Regions from separate parts of the Mus musculus genome. Here all the other regions are linked to region 1. Evidence: chromatin contacts called from public HiChIP or PLAC-seq and promoter capture Hi-C data. All regions are on one chromosome and are shown on one strand. The core of a region is the stretch at or near the end of the contact, and the rest is flanking DNA. Distances in the headings are between cores, read along the strand shown. Region 1 holds the start of Ndufa6 (NADH:ubiquinone oxidoreductase subunit A6). Region 2 overlaps Nfam1 (Nfat activating molecule with ITAM motif 1). Region 3 has its middle 19 kb from the start of Mir3080. Region 4 holds the start of Tbrg3 (transforming growth factor beta regulated gene 3).

Region 1 (2,893 bases), core at 251-2,750:
TAATAGAGGCTAGAAAAAAGGTTACTGGGCCCCTTAGAGCTAGTTATGGTAGTTGTGAATCATCCAACATGGGTCTATAAAGAAAGTCCCAGGTTAGCCAGGTTTCAAAAAGGAGGGGAGAGAATAAAAGAAAAAAACAAAAATCAATAATGTGGTGGTTTGGGCCCCATAAGTTCATGTGTTTGAATGCTAGGTCCCTAGTTAGTGGAACTGTTTTGGGAAGGACTAGGAGGTGTGGCCTTGTTGGAGTATGTGGCCCTTGTTGAAGATGTGTCACTAGAAGTGACTAGAGGCCGGCCCAGTCTTTCTCTATTGTAAGACCTCAGCTGCTGCTTCAAGGCCACTCATGCCTGCCTGCTGCCATGCTCTCCTCCATGAGAGTTTAAATGCTGTGTGCTGAGCATATCTGTGTGCATTGTACTTTGACTGGAAGTACTGTTTGTTCAAATCACCACAAAAATATCCATAAAAGCATGGTGCACTTACTATATTAGAATGTCGTTAGGCAGCAATTCTTCAGCTTTTATTTATATAGCAGCGAATATATATAGATATATACCATAGAGTATAGATATAGATTAGATACAGAGGTAGATATAGCTTCCATGGTTTGGGATGTAAAATCCCTAGTCTAAAATGGAAATGATTAGGCTAGGTGAAGTAGCACTAAGGAGACTGAAGCAGGGGAAATGTGGAGTGCAAGGTCAAATGTAACTGCGGGGCTGGAGAGATGCCTCAGTGAGTGCTTAAGCACTCTAACTGCTCTGCCAAAGGACCTGGGCTCAATTCCCAGCTCCACAAAGCAAATCATAACCGTCGGTCCCAGAGGAATCCATAGCCTTCTTTTGGCCTCCATGGACTCCAAAAAGCACACGTGGCGCACACCTATACAAACATCCAAAACACCCACACACATTTATTTACAAAAAGGCAACCGCAAGTGCTGTGGGCACAAACCTGCAGAGGCAGAGAAATCACTGCAAGCTCTGAGGCCAGCCTGGCTGGTCTACGTAAGTGAGTTCCAGGCCAGGCGCAGTGAGACGACAACTCAAAACAATGGCATGAAGTAAGTAAACAAACGGGGCTGAGAAACGCCAAAAAGCTCAAGCCAGAGGCGCTTTTGCGATCGACACCATGTCTACAAGAAAACGGTTTTCCGGAAGCACATACACAATATGCTCAGCAGTACGCACTGTTGCTGCGGAAAGACTGCCATTGCCGCCTGGCACCGTTATCTATGCCCGAGGTCTTCTCCTCCGAGCCTGCCAACCACGGCGCCTGGCTGAAGGAACAAACTTTTGGTAAGAGCAGACAGAGCGCCTCACCGCTGCCTGAAGCCTCGACGCTGCGCCTCCTGGTGGTTCCTCAGCGCCGCCGTTGAACGAGCCAACCCCGGATCGGTGTTTCCGCGGTAGAGCATGCGCATTGCAGAGCCCGAGGCTTCCAGCCAATCAGAGAGCCCTAGTCCAGTCAGTCCTTCCCTCTGCACTGCAGGAGGCACGGCAGCGAGTCCCGTGGCACCGCGCGTGCGCACGCTGAAGGGGCGGGGCTTCCTCGGCAAGATGGCGGCCGCGGCCACCGGCCTGCGCCAAGCTGCTGCTGCGGCAGCCAGTACCTCGGTGAAGCCCATTTTCAGTCGCGACCTGAACGAGGCCAAGCGGAGGGTGCGCGAGCTCTACCGCGCTTGGTATCGGGAGGTGCCGAACACCGGTGAGAGGCAGGGGTGCATTCGGGGCGCCGGAGGCACCTGCCCAAGGTCTCTCGGCCGAGCTGAGGTCACGTAGTGGGACAGAAACGAGCCCTGGGCTTCGGGGGAAGGGGGTCACCCGAGCCAGAGTGCCCCACACCGGGACAGGGCTTCCGAGCGCCCCAGTTGCTTTGGTGGCCTTTGTTCCTTATTTCTTATGGAGCCCCTGGGAGGGGCGTCCGCGGTCCTGAGCTAGCCCCGGGTGCTTCTTGAACCCAGCTTTACAGTTCCAGAGAAGGTTCTAGATGCCCATTCGATTTTGTAACTAAAGTGGCGAAGGGCTTTAGCAGTTATCTGTTACTTAGTCTGGAGAACAAACTGCATCACGAGAGGGAAACGACTTGACGAAGGTCACCCAGTAGCTGCCTGCTGCCCTTTGAAGCCTCCAGACGAAATGGCCCCTCAGAGCTCCCCAGCTTTGCTCACTAGATCAGCTTGCCCCAGAATTTTGAAGTCTAACCCCCTTCTGCTGCAAAACACGCCTTTTCCCGTAGGTGGGAGAATCTAGTCTGTTCACCTGAGTGGCGAGTGTGAATCTGCAATCTTGGTTGTCTCCCTCAATGCTGCCACTGTAGTGGATTTTAAAAGGGGGTTAGCGAGAGTTCAAATGTCCTACATATGTCAGGGACATCTTTTGTTGTTGAGTAGACATGTATTTAACTTGAGCTGATCTGAGGGGAAAGGCGTTTTCCAATGAGTAACAACAGCTCCACAGCACGCCTCAGCACTGCTTGAGAGGCAGCCACACTGTCCTCAGTTTCGACCTTTATTAGCTGTGTGACCTTGGGTAAGATTTTTCACCGGTATTTGCTCATCTGTGAAATGGCCATAATACTGTCTTCTTCCGGGAGTTACTGTATTAAATAGGTTACTTAAGTAACTGATATAAAACTCGGGGGAGGCACTGATGGGAGAAGATTCCTCTTAGTTATTAGAACACAGACTGGAGAAAAAACAAAACAAAAAAACCATGCCCACCTCAGGCTGGAGTTTACCTGACAGTAGTTATAATACTGCACCCTTCAGTCTCTGGGCCTGATGCTTCACAAATACTAAGATTCTGAGTGACGGGTTCTGTCTCAACTTAAACTTGTCTCAGTTTGTCATTGTACAGTTCTTTCCTGAAATCCCTGTGTGCGCACTGAC
Region 2 (2,893 bases), core at 122-2,621, 640 kb before region 1:
GAATAAAAAAAAAAAAAAAAAAACTAGAAGCATCCCTCTCAGGAGGCAGACTAGAGATAGGAGGAGGGATGCAGAGGGAAGGGGTGGTTCTGAGTCTAGCAGCATCCCTTAGAAGGGGTCCAGCTGGAAGAGTACTCAAGAGAGGCTGGCCAGATGGGGGAGGTGAAGGGGAGCCCTGGACTGGCAAGGAAGGCTGATATGACTATCTCTTTGGTGAATCTAATCCTTGTCCCTGCCTGGAGGAATTTCCATCTTTTTTTCTGGTCCAGGTTGCTGTCCCTCTGAGGTTTTGCTGCCTATTAGCTTCTTCAGAGTCTTAGGGCATCAGGAACATTTCAAGGGCTCTGGCACCCTCAGGCTCCACACCTTCAGCCTCTCCAAGAGTAGTAAGTGGCTGGAATCTGACGGCCCCTGCCTGCCCCCTCAGTTGGTGCCAGCTCCCTCCCCCCATCTTTACAGAAGAAAATCACCTCTAAAAACCAAACACAGGAACTAGGTACAAGAACTGTGTGCCCCCCTCCCCCAGAAAAAAAATGTCAGAGGATTCTGTGCAGCAGTTTCCATGGGAACATGTGCTTGTTATCAGTGATTCTTAGTGGGGCTAGAGTGTCCCTCACAGTCATTATCACAGGACTCTAGTGGGTGGCCGCTGTGGGGGGCGGGGGCTGCTTCAGCTCTTTGACCACTAGTTCTTACTAACCTGAAATCGAGTTACAGGCAAAACCTGCCTTTTTTCCCCTTCATCTAATTTAAAGGCCGTGTTCCAGCCTAAGGATGCCTCTGGGACTTCAGGGATGGATTTTTATGTAGTTCAATAGTTTTCTTGGCAGACAGCTCTTCCAGGAGAGGTGGGCAATTGCCTCAGCCCAGCCAAGCTGAGTGACGTCAATCTGTCCCTCCTAAATGCCTGGGGATGTCATTTGCCCACTGGAGGGGCCTCGTCCCTGAATCGACACCCCAGCCCTGGAGGCACTGACACAAGGCTCTATGAACCTCTGCAGACTGTGAACCGACTCCTCTGTGAACTGTGGTTATAATTACGGCCCCCGAGCCTTGATTGAGCGCTGGTTAACTGCTGCTTTCTGCACTTGGCATCGAAATGCTCACTACGCACACAAGCAGGTGACACAGCCACCGAGTGTGGTGAAACATTTAAACTCCAACAAGGTGAAGTTTGCTCTGATGCACCTGCCACCTTCCTGCCTCCATCTGAATCCCCTCCCTAGGGATTACCACCGAGGCCGCTGGGATGGCTTTTATCGCATCTGTACATTTGGACGGAGAAAGTCTGGGGTGTTTGTGGGAGGCTTCTGAAGAGCTTGTGCAGTCAGTCTGTAGCTGTTGTTTGCATTGGCTTTGCTCACAAAGGCCCACGTGGGGATCTGCCTAAGACAGTGTGTGGATGCAGCCAGACTCTAATTACAGCAGAGGACACAAGGATGGATGGTCCTAATTTAATCAGGCCCTTATCAATGGCCTCTTAGGCTGTTTACAATCTCTGTGTAAGGTATCACAGGGAACAGCCTCCTACCCCCACCTGGACTATACCTGCTGAGCCCTCTCTGTGGGAATGAAAGGGATTCCTCTAGCTTTCAGGGTGGAGGTTCACTGTGTCAGTAGGCACTGTCAGGCCCAGCATGGAGACTGTACTGATTTCTGTCTTTGGACTTTTTTTTTTTTTCTGTAATGTCTTCTCATGTTGGATTCTGAAAACAGACCTGCAGATTGGGGTGGGGGAGAGAGGCTGATCTCCCTGGCTTACCAGAGCAGAAACTATTGTTGAGAGAAACTAAGAAACATAACGAATGAGTCCAGAGGAGATAGGGCAACTCTGGACTGGCTCCAAGTGTGAGCATGTCTCCATCGATCTGGAATGAAGCCATAGGTAGGGGCGGAATAGAAGGAGCTATCCAGGGACGCAATGTTGGAGACACCCATGGAAAGTTGAAGTCTCTGCAGAGATGGTTGTATCCAAATTTTCCTTGCACCACCTGCTCTCTCTCTCTCTCTCTCTGTGTGTGTGTGTGTGTGTGTGTGTGTGTGTGTAAGAGAGAGAGAGAAAGAGAGGGAGAGAGAGAGAGAGAGAGAGAGAGAGAGAGAGAGAGAGAGAGAGAGAGAGAGAATGCTGTTGGTTTACATCCTTGGTAAAACAGAGGAAGGCCAGTGCAGGTCCTAGAGAGTTAGGTTTGCCTAGCAACCTATACCTGGCAGCTTGGACAGTGAGATCCCAGGCATGCCCTAGAAATTACCAGGCACAACATGCCTCGTAGCGTGAACCACCTCTCAGGAGCTTCATAATCCTGGATAATGCTGCTGTAATTGGCACTGCTCTGCCTTTACAACCCTCTCATTGCCTGAAAACTTACTTTGCAAGTGACAATGCCTGATGTCTGGGGTGGGTTTTATTATACCAATCTGTGGGCCCTCAGGGGCCCAGCAATCTTGCCTTCTGCACTCTGGACTCCTCATTCGCAGTCCTCGGTCTCTATGGATGGGATTCTGGCTAAGCTCTTTGCCTTGCATGAGAACATGGCCCCTGCATGATAGGCCTGTGATAATCTGGGGACTGATTGCCTCTTCAGATCAGATCCCTGTCCCCTTTCCTCTGTCCCTTTGGCCTCTTCTTCAGACCTTCCCCGATCCTGCACCCAATTAGTATTTCTATAGCTCAAATCTGACCATCACAAGCTCATTGCCTGCAGGACTCCATGGCCAGATTCATTGTAACACAGGGGACAAGATGGCTCTGTGAGTTAGAATGGTCCTGGGGGGAGTAGGTATGGACATGGCTAAGGATTGGATGGACACGGGCCTCTGGACGGCGTGAGACCCAGGGTTCATTCCTCTGCCAGACTCGGTCCTCTTTCCACCCATCAGTCTTTCAACATTTGTC
Region 3 (2,893 bases), core at 114-2,613, 590 kb before region 1:
GGGATGGGGGAGTAAGTAAATTATATATTGAACTCCTAACTGGAGCTGAGGCCTTGTGGTTCCCATGGCAACCAGGCTGGAAATAGCTCGGCGTGACATCAGCACGGTACAGGTATAGCCAGATCCAGCCGTTCCCCAAACAAGCTGGCTCCAAGGGGAGCAAGGGATGTGTGTCTTAATTAGCATATGCAAATCAGGCCTGGCAAACAGGGTGGGGCCTAGGGTGTCCTAGCAGGGTCTGTGGCCATGGCTAGGGCTTCTGGCAGATAAACGTGCCGGGATGTTTGTGGGTACCGGGACCCAGTCCATCCCTGGCATACAGCCTTGTGCTGGGGCTTGTTGGGACCTCCAGTGAGGGTCTTTGCTGCCTGGGCCTGCCTGCCCCATAGGGCTCTGGGAGCATGGCCAACTGGGATGCCGAGGAATGGGCTGGCACACATGGGGAGAAGCCACGGTGATTCCCTGCCTAGGCTCCAGCAGGGTCTGGCTCATCTTTTCTCCCCTGCCCATCCCTGCTTGTGTGAAAGGTACAGGACTGCTGCTCTCCAGTGGCTCTGCTGCTGTGTCCCACCCCTGTTACCACTCACCCAAGTAGGGAGGAACAAGCCCCATTGATGCCAGCCTGACAAACGAGGCCTCTTTGGGCCATCTCTTGTTCAGTGCCCACCTCAATGAAATGGAGGTGCTTTTCCTGTTTTGTCCCCTGTGGAATGGTGAAGAGACTCAGAGAGCATGGTGGGCCCTGTCCAGTTGGGGTTGGAGGTTTCTCCATGTCGTATGTATTTAAACCAGTGCTTATCATCCAGTACCTCCCTCCCCAGCCACACACAAACACTTGCTCCATTGAGACTCCAGCGCTCACAGTACACTTCTAGGTGAGGTGAAATATTGCCACCTTCAGCGTGGTGGTTTCCACGCGAGGGCTCTTGGCTGAACTGCCAACACTCCAGCCAGGCGTGCTCTGTGGCTAAATGAGGTAATTTATTCGTTCCAGCAAGTGCTGAGGGTGTGTGGAGTGAGTCAGGCAGCCCGGCACGCAGAGCATTCAGTCTTCAGCAGAGGCAGACGTGCACTGTGGTTGGGATTCTCTGTGGGTCTTCAGGGGTCTTCGGAGATTGTCAAGGCCACCAGGCCTCTGAGCCATGCCTTTGGGGCACACTTTCTACTTGGCAGTGAAGGGGCACAGGGCAGGAGTATTCCTGGGAGAGAAGCTGTGGGCACAGAAGCAGAAAGGGACATTTTGTATTTGGGGATAGGGTGACTTTAGACTGAAGTTTTGGGGATGAGACCAGAAAGGGCTGCCGATGCCAGCATCAGGGGCTGGAAGCCAAGGAGTCTAGCTGTGACTCAGTGAGAGCCATTGGCAGCACTGGAGAGGGGTGGGGGAGGGAGGGATGTTTCATGCTAGCTTCAGGAGGAAAAGGACTGGAGAGACCTAGGAATGAGGCCGCTCAGAGGGAAGGTGGTAGTGATGCCAGTGGTATTGACATGAAAACAGTTCTGTCACTCTGGAGACCCTGGCTGTCAGGGTGCTTCTCCCATTGGAGGATGAAGAGGGACCTCTGGCTTCAGCTTCTGCAGCTTATAAAGTTGTGGAGTTACAGTATGTGAGCGTTTGTTCTCCGGGGAGTGGTGGGCAGGTGTGGGGAGGAAGGGCTGCTCGCCATAGGTGCTTCCTGCTACAGTCTCTTGTATTTCCGTCCTGGCTGGGTTGTGGCCCTCTACACATGAAGGTGGAGGTGAGAATCACCCCTGGCTCTCTCAGGCTCCTGGTTTGGGGGTGGATGGGCATTATTTTCATCCCAGTTGCCATCTAGGGATGAGCCTGGAAACCTGGAGATGCAGATAGGATCTGGCACCGGGTACCAAGCTGTGCCCTCCTGGTAGATACATTCAGAGGCCATGGGTGGTGCAGGGCTACTTGGGGTGCGAGGAAGGGCCTTGTGTGGTAGGTGACCTTTCTGAGCCTCTGGGACCAGGCTGCTGGGACCAATGGACATGAAGGTCACACTGCGCCCTTTACTGCTGTCTCTGTGCTCCTAGTGACCCCTGGAAGTTCCTGGAATTGATCTTGCTTGCCTCCACAGGGCCTTGGAAGCCATTTCTCCCTCCTCCAAGACCCCTACTTCCTCAGCACTCACTGTGAGAAAGCCTCTGGCTACTGGTGAGACACTGTCTGGTCCTGCCCTTAAGGGGCTCTCTGGCACGTCTGGAGGTACACATGTGAGCTCTGAGAACCCCTTGGTGCTGGAAGGGGGGGTCAGCACTGTGGAAGCTTGTTGGGGATCCTGCCATTCAGTCAACACTTCTGAGCCTCAAGGAGCTAGAGGAGCAGGCGGGAGACAGGTGCTGCAGCGACGGCACAATGAACATAGTATACCTCAGCCGCATGGATCCAGTGGGCTGAGCTGAGCAGAGACCCTCATATTTGCGTACACTTCTAGATAGTACACCCTCACTGGACATTTCCTTGTCACCACCCCGACCACACTGGTCTCTCATTTTCCGTGGGTCCCAGTTGCCTGGACTCTTAACTTCATTACACTGCCCATTCATGTAACCAGCAGCTCCTGTTTCTGTCCCCACCTCTACCAGCCTATAGGGCTGCCCTCAAGAATGAGGGAGGCTTACTCAGTTTTGGTTCCAGGGCCAGCTCAGGACCTTGACAATGGATGTTTGAATAAGTGACATTATTTTGTCTGCCTCTGTACCCATCTACGCCTAGGTTACCTGTCCTCCCCCTCTCCCCCCGCCTCTTTGCACCTGACCTAAATGTGCTGGTCTCTCAGCGTGCCTGCCCTCTGTTTCCTCCTCACCTTCAGCCTTCACTGTCTACTCAAGGACTTGGGATCCCCAGTGAGTGGATCCCTGGCATCTTGGCACAAGTGGCCTA
Region 4 (2,893 bases), core at 295-2,794, 540 kb before region 1:
GTGGTCCCGGACCGCAGAGTAGGGGGTCTCCTTGCTGCGCCTCTCGACGCTGCCACACGCGGGTGGGCAGCGCGCCACCCCGCCCCCGGCCCCGCCCCCTGCGCCCGCCCCGCCCCGCCGCGCGCCCTCCCGCCCGCCCGCGCGCCGGGGCCCGGAGCCGCCTCATTGGCTGCGCGCCGTCACCTGACGCTCTGTTATTTCCTGTGTGTTGGGAGAATGGAGAGAAAAAACCCGGAGCCGAGCCGCCTTCGGCCCCTGCGAGGCGGCCACGGCCTCAGCCGGGGGAGCCCTCCCTGAGGCGCGCCGGAGCGGGGAGTGAGCCAGCGAGCGCGCGGGCCGGAGCGAGCCTCTAGGGGCCGCGGCCCCGGCCCGCCCCGCCGTCGGCCTGGGCGTCCGCGCTGGAGGCGGTGGAGGCACCCCCACCCCCACCCCGCGCCGCGCCGCCGCCCCCTCCCCTCCCAGCGCCGGCGGAGGCCGAGGGACGGGCCGGGGGGCTCCTGCAGGTAACCGCCGCCCGGCCTGAGGAGAAAGGGCAGCCCGAGGGGCCGGGACCGGGCCGCGCCGCTCAGGCTGGCTGCTGGGAGCACAGGTCGTGGCCCGGCCCGCCCTGCAAGTGCTGAGCCTCGGGAGTCGCGGAGCGGGCTGAGGGGACCGGCGTGGGCTGCCGAGGGGTCAACGGCCAGGACCGGCGTCAGGGCAGAGCGGCCGGAGGCTCTGGGGCTGCGGGCGGAGATACCTGGTCGTTGCGGCCTGAGGTGCTGAGGGGTCCACGTTCTTGGCAGCCCCGCGGGGACCGGCGTTGCTGGCCTCTTGGCCGGGGGCTGGGGGCGAGGCACCCGTGAAGGGCCGGGCTTGGAGCGGGCCGGGGAGGGGCCGGCTGGGGCTGGCGGAGCAGCCGCGCGAACACCTGAGGCCATGTGGATGCGGCTGCCTGTCGCCTGCCGGCGGCCCAGAGCAGGTACCCGGCGGCGGGGCGCGAGCTAGGGGCGCAGGATGCACTTCCTGTGTGGGGCGCTCTCCCCTCCCCCGCCGCGGTGAGCAGGGCAGGGCGCAGGGTCCCGCGGAGTCCACGAAGGAGCTCTTTCTCGCGGGTAGGGGATGGGAAGGCGAGGCTCTGAGTCTCTCTTCCTCATTCTCACGGAAAAGTGGTGGCTTATAGAAGAGTTTGCTATCCGGCCTGCGGCGGGAGGTGGGATGTCTTGAGTGCGCCGGGATGGGAGTGGAATTTAGTGTGTGTGTGTGTGTGTGTGTTGGGGGGGGGCAGTGGAGCTGCGGATTCCTCCACGGTTTGTGGGTGCGGACACCAGTTTTGCTTGCCTGCCTGTATTCAACTCCTTTGGGGACGAATCAGAATTAGGGGTTTCTACCCGAGCTCTGCGTTCTCCCTCCAGAGATTAGATGACTCTGGTAAATGCTATAAAAATGGATGGAATTTTTGAGCTATTATCTAACAGGCTGATCTTTGAATGATAATTGGACCCTTATGTTAACAGCCTTAGTGAAGAGTTTTATAAAAGATTTTACATGGGGTGGCATTGGCAGCTGGGGAAACGGCACTAAATTCTGATCTAGGAGGCCTGGAATGCACTTCCAGCTTGGCCACCAAATAAACTGTAGCCCTGGGCAAGTTACCTACCCTCTCATGCCTCAATTACACTTCTGTTAAAGACTCCCTTGCAGGCCAGACATTTCGAAGGTTTATTTGAGTTTGGTTTGGTGGTTCTTCCACTCCGGTTTTGTGCTCGCTCTCATTTTGATCATAGGAACTTTACTGAGAGATGTAAGATGCGCCTCACTGGCTTGAGAAGTAACTTGGTCAGGGTAGTTTGTGCTCAATTCCCAGTGCTTTTCTGTGCTTCTGAAGAGAAAACGCACACTATTAATAGCAGTCTAGCTTATGTTGAATGCACATTATTATGCTTTTTTTTTTTCCTTTGTGATAAGAGTTTTCCGAAAAAGCACTGGCTAATTGGGAAATATGGATGCGATGATTGGGTCTGTTTTTGTTGGAAGCCCTTTCCACGTGGGGAAGGGATGCTATTTCAAGATCTTTTAGGTGACTCTTACTTGGCTAACTTCAAATTCCAATTTCAGTCTTGGAGTAGGGATAAAGTAGAATTAGCTATGCGATGTAGTAGGCTTGCAGAATTAATATCCACCTCAGGATGCAGTAAATGGTTTGCATCCCCGGTTTATTCCTAGTGGTAGCAGGGTACTTCCCTGGCAGATGCTGAAGAACCCGTTAGTTTTACTGATTTTCTGGTGTGTGAGGGCCCTGGGCCATATGCTTTTGAATGGTAAGTACTCTTAGACCAACTTGGATTTTGCTCTTGTTTGTGGAAGACTTTGTTTTGTTTTGTTTTTGTTTGTTTTTTTGTTTTTGCTCAATTCCCCATAAAATATAGCTCACTATGGTTTTTTTAGATCATTTTTTAAAAAATTTTGGTCTGTATAGCCTTAATGGTCTTTAAACGTGGATGGCAAAATGGGCTCATAATGTTTATCTTGTGTATGTGTTAAAAGAAGGTTTTCTTTTATATTAGTTAAAATCATGCCTGTCACATAAGGAGACACTTAAGATTATACATATGAGTTATTTGGAATTTTTTATTAGGACTTGAATTATGACCTCATGTTTACTGTATGATTTGAAAAAGTGCCAGTTACTTGAATTAGAAGCACCTCTCACACTCAAGTATGTATTATGCTTGTTTTATGGCTTATGAAAAAATTACTATAAAGCTTTACTGTGGTAGTTTGTGAGTGTGTATGTATGTACGTATGTATATGAGAGATCTTACATAGGTAAGATAGTAGGAGAATTGCCTTTATTAAGTTTTAACTTAGAGAGGAAAGGAAGCTAACATTTACGTTAAAAACAAAAACAATGTAT

The links. Promoter capture Hi-C pulls out the DNA fragments that hold promoters and counts their contacts. HiChIP or PLAC-seq counts read pairs in DNA pulled down with a chosen protein or histone mark.
Region 2: a promoter capture Hi-C map of hippocampal neurons shows a contact between it and region 1, with 3 times the contacts expected there. The contact joins the enhancer-like site here to the promoter of Ndufa6 in region 1. A contact is called at or near these places in 6 of 39 promoter capture datasets (the HPC-7 cell line, embryonic stem cells, frontonasal cranial neural crest and 3 more), 1 of 484 Hi-C or Micro-C datasets (embryonic stem cells) and 13 of 115 datasets of contacts at active chromatin or transcription factors (bone marrow-derived macrophages, differentiating embryonic stem cells, double positive thymocytes and 7 more).
Region 3: a contact with region 1 is called in an H3K4me3 HiChIP or PLAC-seq map of forebrain, with 5 times the contacts expected there. The contact joins the enhancer-like site here to the promoter of Ndufa6 in region 1. A contact is called at or near these places in 3 of 39 promoter capture datasets (embryonic stem cells, hippocampal neurons and stem cell-derived epiblast-like cells), 1 of 484 Hi-C or Micro-C datasets (cortical neurons) and 11 of 115 datasets of contacts at active chromatin or transcription factors (astrocytes, craniofacial prominence, embryonic hindbrain and 4 more).
Region 4: a promoter capture Hi-C map of stem cell-derived epiblast-like cells shows a contact between it and region 1, with 6 times the contacts expected there. The contact joins the promoter of Tbrg3 here to the promoter of Ndufa6 in region 1. A contact is called at or near these places in 21 of 39 promoter capture datasets (the 3T3-L1 cell line, 3T3-L1-derived adipocytes, the C10 cell line and 13 more), 1 of 15 datasets of contacts at CTCF or cohesin (the NIH/3T3 cell line), 10 of 484 Hi-C or Micro-C datasets (CD4 T cells, the G1E-ER4 cell line, LSK cells and 4 more), 21 of 115 datasets of contacts at active chromatin or transcription factors (astrocytes, bone marrow-derived macrophages, differentiating embryonic stem cells and 12 more) and 2 of 9 other capture datasets (adipose tissue and embryonic stem cells).

The regions. Positions count from the first base shown.
Region 1 is chr15:82,352,898-82,355,790 of GRCm38.p6, reverse strand. Ndufa6 (NADH:ubiquinone oxidoreductase subunit A6) reads left to right here and starts at 1,500. Exons shown (of 3, transcript NM_025987.3): 1 at 1,500-1,710. The coding sequence starts at 1,563.
Region 2 is chr15:82,993,844-82,996,736 of GRCm38.p6, reverse strand. Nfam1 (Nfat activating molecule with ITAM motif 1) reads left to right here. Exons shown (of 6, transcript NM_001271411.1): 6 at 1. Among named protein-coding and RNA genes, the nearest start is that of AW121686, 14 kb to the right of the region's middle. Within about 2 kb of position 1,371, at least 12 of the 459 cell types and tissues checked have an H3K27ac peak or open chromatin away from gene starts, as enhancers often do. A contact at or near this core is called in forebrain and hippocampal neurons, where this site is marked.
Region 3 is chr15:82,939,116-82,942,008 of GRCm38.p6, reverse strand. It overlaps a transcript of Tcf20 not described here. Among named protein-coding and RNA genes, the nearest start is that of Mir3080, 19 kb to the left of the region's middle. Within about 2 kb of position 1,363, at least 79 of the 459 cell types and tissues checked have an H3K27ac peak or open chromatin away from gene starts, as enhancers often do. A contact at or near this core is called in astrocytes, cortical neurons and forebrain, where this site is marked.
Region 4 is chr15:82,897,112-82,900,004 of GRCm38.p6, reverse strand. Tbrg3 (transforming growth factor beta regulated gene 3) reads left to right here and starts at 1,544. Exons shown (of 1, transcript NR_027799.1): 1 at 1,544-2,893. All of the region lies in intron 1 of Tcf20 (transcription factor 20), which reads left to right. It overlaps Gm20324 (predicted gene, 20324), which reads right to left and starts at 925. Exons shown (of 4, transcript NR_045068.1): 1 at 737-925.